Regions from separate parts of the Rattus norvegicus genome. Here region 2 is linked to region 1. The links are chromatin contacts, called in public Hi-C maps. All regions are on one chromosome and are shown on one strand. The core of a region is the stretch at or near the end of the contact, and the rest is flanking DNA. Distances in the headings are between cores, read along the strand shown.

Region 1 (4,152 bases), core at 966-3,465:
TCAACCAATCAGACCCACCCCCAGAGCTCCCAGAGACTAAAGAGTACACATGGAGGGATCCATGGCTCCAGCTACAAATATAGCAGAGGATGGCCTTATCTGGCATCAATGGGAGGGGAGGCCCTCGGTCCTTTGAAAGCTTCATGTCCCAATGTAGGGGAATGCTAGGGTGGTGAGGCAAGAGTTGGGAGTTGAGGGGGAGCACCCTCATAGTTGCAGGAGGAGGGGGAATGGGACAGGAGTTTTGCAGAGGGAAAACTGGGAAAGGAGATAACATTTGAAATGTAAATAAAGTAACAAAAGTGTTTTATGTTGTGTTTTGTCCATCATTACTAGGTCCATGAGAATGTATTATTATATAGCAGCTTATTCAAACTTTTGTTTACTTTAAAAAAACAACAAACAAAACCCAAGGTCTCACTATAAAGCTATACTAACCTGGAACTCAGAGATCTACCTGCCTCTGCCTAGGACTAAAGGTCTGCAATACAATATCCAACTAGTTTACATTGATATACATTGAGATTTTTTAAAAAAAGTCTGCATATATGTTTAAGAAAGGAATCCTTTTTACCCACAAAATGATCAGATGATTATTATCATTTTCTGTGGTAGTACTGGGGGTTGAACCCATGCCACATGCTTACCAGAAAATACTCTACCACTAGCCCTCACGTTTAAACTTAAAAACATTATCTTGGACCAGTGGTTAAGACCAAATTCTACTCTTCCAGAGAACAGGAGTTCAGTTCCCAGCACATACATCAGATGTCTGTAACTCCAGCTCTACCTTGTCTTGCACACACCCACTCACACCCTGACAGAGAGAGACAAAGGTAGACAGAGACAAAGAGGCTGAAAGAGGGGCAAAGAAAGAGAGACAGAAAGAAAAAGAGAGGGGCAGAGAAAGAAAGACAGAAAGAAAGGGAGATGAGGGAAGGGGAGGGAGAGAGAGAGAGAATTAATACATATATCCCCTCCCTTTGGGGGTTAAGAAGAGTTCAAAAAGGTGGGAAGATCAGAAGTTGGAAACAGTCTAGGCTAGTTCAAAAGAAAATATTTTTTAAGGCTGAAATGAGACATTTCCCACAAGAAAATCATGTTATCATGCAGGCATTACTAAATGGTTAAAAAAAAAACAAGGCACATGTGGTACCTCACATCTATTACCCCGGCATTTGAAAGCTCATTCTACAGTAAATTCCAGACTAGGCTGGGCTATATAGGAAATACCTAACTCAAAAAATAAAAGTCAAAAAACCTGCATAACTTCCATTAACTTTTGCAATTATTCTGAAAAACGTGGTGCAACGAATAAATGATTTTGTAAAGGTCCTATTGAGTTCAACCGAGTTTACGATGAAAGAAAATACTTCCCTCTTGTACTCTCATCCAACTTTGGATAAAAATGACTACCAAATTTGGGGGTCATTTTCCAACACCTGTTTTCAAACATCTTCCTCAGGTACTAGGAAAAGAGCCGATTCCGTAGACTTCAACGGGATATTGACTACACGCACGGAAACGCCGAGCGCTGAGGGACCTTACCCTGCACTGCAGAGCAAGTGCTCAGCACGCACTCTTGCCCCAGGCCACGGATCAGCTGGTAACTGGCCCCGGCAGCATTGTAGCGGTCTGCTGCGGACACGAACTCCTGCAGCTGTAGTAGCCAGCACCGCAAGCCGGCCCCCGGGTCCGCCATAGTGCCGGAACCGCTTAGCGCATGCGCACCACAGTCCCCTTCCCAAGCCTCTCCTGAAGGCCCAGCGGGAACCGCTCACTTATACTCTCGCGGGAGGGGGTGAAAGCGTGCACCAGCCTACAGGTCTGTAGCGCTTAACTTGTGCACATAGGATCACAAAAGAACAGAACAAGTCTGACCAAGCCTTATACCACAGATTGGTGCTTGTACTCAGGAAAGCTCAGATGTAAACACGCCGCACAGAAAAAGGGGTTGTGCCCGCCGCGGGTTTCCCGCCAAAACGCAATCCCGTGGCAGGCTGACCCACCCGAGGCGAGGGGAGTGCAAAGTGAATCGGGGTTGTTACACCTACGTAGCCATTAAGAACTCCCCCGCCGGCTCGCAGTGGTGCCTTCCGCAGCCGGAGCTACACGCCTTTGCCTCTGTGATTGGCAGGAAGCCTCCTCTCAGGGCACACCTACATGGCGTCAGGGCGCGCAATGCCGCTTTCCGGAGGCGGAACTACGCGCCCTTGCCTCTCTGATTGGTCAGAAGCTGCTGGGCGCTGTGACGACAGAGCGGCTGGCGGGAATCGCTTCAACCTGCGAGCCAGGAACGCACTCCTGGGTGTGCGTGTTTGCAACTAACCCGGATCCGAAGTACGAGAAGTCCCGTAACGGGACAACTGAGAGCCAGATTTCTCTAGTCGCGCAGCTACCACAGCACCATGTCGTCCCCGGCATCCACCCCAAGTCGCCGCAGCAGCCGACGCGGACGAGTCACCCCAACCCAGTCGCGTGAGTCCCCATCCCCCCTCCCATCTGTCACCCTTTCCGCCTCCTGTCTCTTCCCGCAGCACTGTGGAATGTTCTGAATCCTTCGAGCCTGGTCTGTGGGTGACAGGCCTTGGGCATAAGTAACCTTCGTCCACCCAGATAAAAATGATTCTGGGCGCTCATCTCCAGGCTGTCTGGTGTGGTCGGTTCACTTGGTTAAAAATGCCTTTTCCCTCTGTTCCAGTTCGGGTGTTTTGGGATTTGTGCGTTGTTGGGGTGGGGACGGTATTGTTTTTTAAGTAATAAGACTACTCTCGGAGGCACTTCCTGGGAGACTGAGCATTAGCGTTGAGAGTCTGTTTTGTTTTGTACGACGGAAGTTCGAAGTGAGGAAAGCCGATCATCTCCCAGTGGGAGACGTAGAGGCGAAGATTCTTCCACCGGAGAGTTGCTGCCAATGCCCACCTCACCAGGAGCAGACCTGCAGAGCCCAGCTGCACAGAATGCCTTGTTTTCCAGCCCTCCTCAGATGCATTCTTCAGGTGGGTTGGCTGTCGGTTTTGCTGTTTTAACAGTTGCTATAATACCTAGCATTCTCGTGTACACTGATAGAGTACACTGAAACACCTGGGAATGAAGCAGAGTTGGACCTAGTTAGGACCAAGTGAGCAAAGAAAGCATATTTTATAGTAGAACTACATTTTGGCTATGAAAGTTTTCAGTAAGTATTCTGTCTAAAATGGCAAACAGCATTCTGAAATTGGGATTTGATGTGCTGTGGGGATTTCGTGGTAAAGCTGAATATGTTGTTTTTATAGCTATTCCTTTGGAATTTGATGTTAGTTCGCCATTGACATATGGCACTCCCAGCTCTCGAGTGGAAGGAACCCCAAGAAGTGGGGTGAGAGGCACACCCATGAGGCAGAGGCCAGACCTGGGCTCAGCACGAAAGGGTTTGCAGGTGGATCTGCAGTCTGACGGAGTGAGTACAAAAGCAGATATCTGGTGACCTTATCTTGGGAGCGTAAAGTATGTCATTCTATTAACATGGTTCTATCCTATCTTTCTCTATAGGCAGCAGCAGAAGACACAGTAGCAAGTGAACAGTCTCTAGGCCAAAAGCTTGTGATTTGGGGAACAGACGTGAATGTGGCAACATGCAAAGAACATTTTCAGGTACTCTTATGTGCACTAAAACTCAGTGCACACTTTGGGAGAAGGTATAACTTATGTGTAAACAGCCATAACGTGTCACAGCAGGTTGTCAGTGGGTTAGAATTTATGCCTCAAAGGAGTCTGCCATGCACAACGTGCTGATATACTTTGTTTTCTTCTTAGTTCTTGCTATTTCAAGATGGTTTCTCTATGTACCTATCCCTGGCTGTCCTGGAGCTGCATTTGTAACCAGGCTAGCCTGAAATTCACGCATGCCTGTGCCTTCTTAAAGGTGCATACCACCATGATCAGCTAGGTGGTAAACTCTTAATCTCTTGAGCACTCGGGCAGAGGATTACTGAAAGTTCAAGGCCAGCTTGGGCTTTTTAGTGAGATCCCTGTCTCAAACCCAAAAAGGAGAAATTATTTTTTTTTACACATAGCTATATATTCAATTTTTTTCATGTATTTATTGCTGGGGTTGGGGAAGCATGTCATGAACAGCTTTTATGTGGAGGCCTGTTTGTAGAGGCTGGTTCT
Region 2 (4,152 bases), core at 880-3,379, 930 kb after region 1:
TCAGAAGAATAAGAATTATCATAGCTTGATCATATCCATCCCCTGTTATGTTATATTCCTATTTGGCCTTTTAAAACAAAATTTCAAAATATCAGCCAAACAGCTTCAATTCTGCCAGATAGGAACACATTCAAAATTAAGGGCTTTCTCTTGCTAAGGGTTTCTGCTTCAACAGGTGCAGCAATGATAAGTGGCTCCCTCCATTTCCAGTATGTATTATGTACTATGACTAAGACTGGATAAATGCCATGACTCCCTGAATATGGTTTTATGCTAAGGGTTTTTTTTAAACCAGCAACAGAAAATGAAACAAACAGCCAGATCCAATTTAGTCTCATTTACTCAAGAGTTGGCAGAATTCATAGCAAAAACTGTAGCCAAAAAAAAACTATAGGAACCCCCTCTGCTTATCAAATCAACACTAGGAGCCAGGCATTTGTATTTATTGACTACCAGGGGGCAGTTCTGCAGAACACACATCAAGTACCTGGATCTTGCTTTCTAACTGATCTTTGAGACCAAATCTCCTGGATGTACTTCCAAAGTCTAAATGCTGTTTACAGTCCCTGGAGCAGAGGCTGGAATGGATCATTTGCTGTTCTAACAAGCTTTTGAGCAGAAAGCAACAATCAGTGGTTCACCTCATGAAAAGCACCCCCTGTCAGTACCTCCAGACACCCCACAGACAGCTCCACCACACCACTGTTTGAGCTGAGAGGCATTGTTTTCTACATTTTCCTTACCAGTGTGTGTTCTAATGTGTCCTTGAAGCAGCCAGGGTCTGGAGAAAGCCTTGCCACAGATCTTGCAGACACAAGGCAACGTGTGGGTCCGAATGTGCATCTTCAGGGCACCCAGGCTCACATATTCCTTGTCACAGTATTTGCAGCTGAACGATTTCCTAGCCTGGGCATCACAGTGCAGCTGCTTATGTTTGGCCAGACCAGAGAAAGTAGAATAGGTCTTATTGCATAAATTGCACTGAAACTTCTCAGCTTCAATGGCATGGGGGTCTGAAAGCTTGGGCTGGAGTCTCTCCTCTTCGTCACTAATGGGACTTTCTGAACCACTGTGATCCTTGGATGAAGTGTCAGATGAAGGCAGGGGGCTTACACGCCCCAAAGATGAGGAGTATCCAGTAAGAGGAGAAAGGCCGCTGGGCAGAGGGGAGTGGAATGGAACTGCTGATGTCCATACAGTTATAGGGCTGTACGCTCCTGAGGTGAGGATCTCTGGTTTTGGTATGACAGGCATGGGGTAGCTCTCACAGAGGTATGGAGAAATGATCACTGGAAGAAAGAAAAGGAAGGAAAGAAAGGAATATTAAGGCAAAGTATTTCATAAATATATGTACACAGTCTGAGGGAGCGCATAACAACACACAGGAGATTCCGTAGAAGACTCTGGAGTGAAGACAGCCTTACAAGGACACACATGAAGAGAAAAATCTTCCTTCACCTGAGCTTACCGTCCTTGTGCAAGCTGACAGTTGCCCTGACTGTTCCCAACCTTCATTCTGGACTAGCTTTGCTGTCCCAATTTAGAACGAACTACTAGCCAATATTTTAAAACTTTTTGTAAAGTTGCTTTTCATTTTACGCATGGGCTACTTTAGCTGTGCTGTGCATGTGGGGTAATGACACACGAATCAAGCTGCCTTCTCCAGGGCTCTGCTCCAGGAGGTAACTGCCCGGGCACAGGGACGCTTGAGCTCACGTCCGTGCAGTGCTTAGGTGTGCACACGGGCTTGGGGAACCATTCTGCACAACCGACTGGAAAGAGGCTTTCCTTGTCAGCAAAGAGCTCAAATGTTTTGAATTAAAGCTTGACCTAGGTAATCAAGAGACTCCAAGGACAGTTTTAGCACAGCACTGAAAGGAGAGCAGCCCGGTGTGTGCTCCGAGTAAAGCAATGGAACCGCGGTTTGCTCGCGCACAGATTTAGAGCGAGTTTGTACCTGTGTGTGTGTCCAGTTCGCTGTAGTTGGGCTTCTTGGAGGCGTTGAAATGTTTCTTGACGAGGAAGGAGCGCGGCATGGTGGCGGCGGGCGGGCACGGCGGATAACGGTCCCGGCGGCGGTCCTATCGCATCGCGGTGGCTCAGGTGCGGCGGGGACAGGCAGACGCCTCTGAGGCCGCCCGCTGCCCGCCCGACTGAGCTCCCCGGGCGGGAGGCGGTTTCTCCCTGGCTTTTGCTAGAAGCAGCCAATCACAGCCAAGAGGCTCCGATTTCAGCTCCTCCTTCTGGAACAGCTGTTAATAGAGGAAGAATCTGCTGGACTAAATTATTCTGGTTCAAAACGGACTGTTTATGGCATTCAGGGGAGGCTCAAAATACATTTAATGTTTTCAAGAAAGGAAACCCCGGCTCTCGAGCACTGCGGGCACGGGTTTCCGCGAGCCGCCCGAGGGCGACCTGGGTTCCTGACGTGGGCACTGCGGGCTCCGCGAGGGCGGGAAGGAAGGAGGACCGCGCAGCCCCTAGCGGCCAGAGAGCCTATATTTGGAAGTGATTTTGGAGGGGGTTTATTGCACAAGGCAGCTGTAGGCCCTTGGTTTTGGGAAAATGAGATGAAGGCTCCCCGCAGCTGCCACAGCAGATCTAGGGCAGCGTGCCAGAAAGTTAACTTGCTGATCGCTGCGTTAGACACTTGAAAGCAATGCCTTTCAGTCGATCCCAGTAACTGGAAGAGTGCAAAGATGAAAGGGAAGGCTGGTGTAGATTCCGATAATAGGCAAACTCTGGAAGAAGCATGGGAAGTGCTGATGAAGACACGTGACAAGATTTCCTCCCTTCGCAGCACATGGTAGTTTAGTGATAGAAAAAAAAAGCATTTATGAATCTCTACTGACAATTCTTAAATAGTGTCTGCTGCTATTTAATGGTGTTTTATTTAGTAAGAGTCTTCAACAGCCTCCCCCTCCTCCTACTCCACCCCTGGTTTGCATTAAAAGATGACAAAGAGTCCTTTTTGCCAAGTTACTTCTTGACTGACAGTTTCGGTAGTCCAGCAGTCAGCTGATCACTTGCATTTGCACATAGGGATAGGTATAAAAATACTCTGAAGTGATTCCTTTTAAAACTGTACTTTTCACCATGCCCACAGACACCTCTGTTTATTTCTATGTTAGCTGACTCTTTTTCAACAAAACTGCAGAATCCAATTCCCCCACCTCCCCACCCCCATATAACCATTTTTCCCCTAACAGGTGCTAGAAGAAAACATCGGAAACAGAATACCACCAGCAATGTTGAGACTTGCAAGAAAAAAGTGCATTGTCAGGCAGCATAACTTCTTAATCTGGGGATGAGAAAATGGGAGTGTGAGCAGGGGAGGGGTAAAGCCACAGACTTCCTGAGTTAATGTCAATGATTCCTCTTTCTCTTTACAATAGTCAGTGATTTAAATGTCAAATACAGAAAGGAATTTATATGAATCCTTATATTAAGGGAACTGAAAATGTATTAGATTTCTTCCCAAGCTACGGTGAGTATGGATCGGAGCTGGGGTCTGAGCTGGCCTGTTTCTAGTGGGTTTGCTCAGATTCAGGCACCTGCTTTAGAGGCAAGATTTCCTGCTCCTTCAACCTAATTTCCAGTAAAATACACCATGTGTTAGAGATCTAATATTGAGAGAGAGCACAAAGCCACATGACAACAAGGAATGCCAGAGTGTGGTTAAGTATTTACTGAAAACTGTAACACAAAGATAACCTGCTGAAGTGAGTTGTTGCAATTTTAAAAATTAATAGACATTTATTGTGCTTTACAAAAGAACCAGTGAATTAGAAACAGGGAAACCAGCCCCTCTGTGCTCAAGGACCCAGGGGTGGGCGCTAAATTACAGATTGCAGTCAAGTAACCTATGTGTTCCAGATTGTGCCAGCCAGGGTTGAGCTCTCGACTAGTCTGTTTCATGCCTTACCTATGTGAGATATGTTCCACAGCCAGAGGGTGAGAGTCCACCAGCTGATGACATGAATTGCAGTAAACAAGAGATCTGCTTGGGCACAGCAAAGGACAATTGATATTAAACTGATATAGTGAAAATGCAAGAATGGGAGTTCTTCATACTCAAGGCCAGCTGGGAGGATTCTGTTATAACAGTTTCTCCCTTCAGACTTCAGTGGATTGGGGTGCTGCCTTTGGTCA

The links. A called contact is a pair of places that touch in the nucleus more often than the background predicts.
Region 2: a Hi-C map of the A7r5 cell line shows a contact between it and region 1, with 2.3 times the contacts expected there. The contact joins the promoter of Snai2 here to the promoter of Mcm4 in region 1. A contact is called at or near these places in 2 of 12 Hi-C or Micro-C datasets (the A7r5 cell line and the Rat2 cell line).

The regions. Positions count from the first base shown.
Region 1 is chr11:98,760,384-98,764,535 of GRCr8, forward strand. It overlaps Mcm4 (minichromosome maintenance complex component 4), which reads left to right and starts at 2,216. Exons shown (of 16, transcript NM_033651.1): 1 at 2,216-2,478; 2 at 2,838-2,999; 3 at 3,276-3,439; 4 at 3,532-3,633. The coding sequence starts at 2,409. Prkdc (protein kinase, DNA-activated, catalytic subunit) reads right to left here and starts at 1,725. Exons shown (of 86, transcript NM_001108327.2): 1 at 1,549-1,725. The coding sequence starts at 1,702.
Region 2 is chr11:99,688,220-99,692,371 of GRCr8, forward strand. Snai2 (snail family transcriptional repressor 2) reads right to left here and starts at 2,130. Exons shown (of 3, transcript NM_013035.2): 1 at 1,958-2,130; 2 at 744-1,289. The coding sequence starts at 2,036.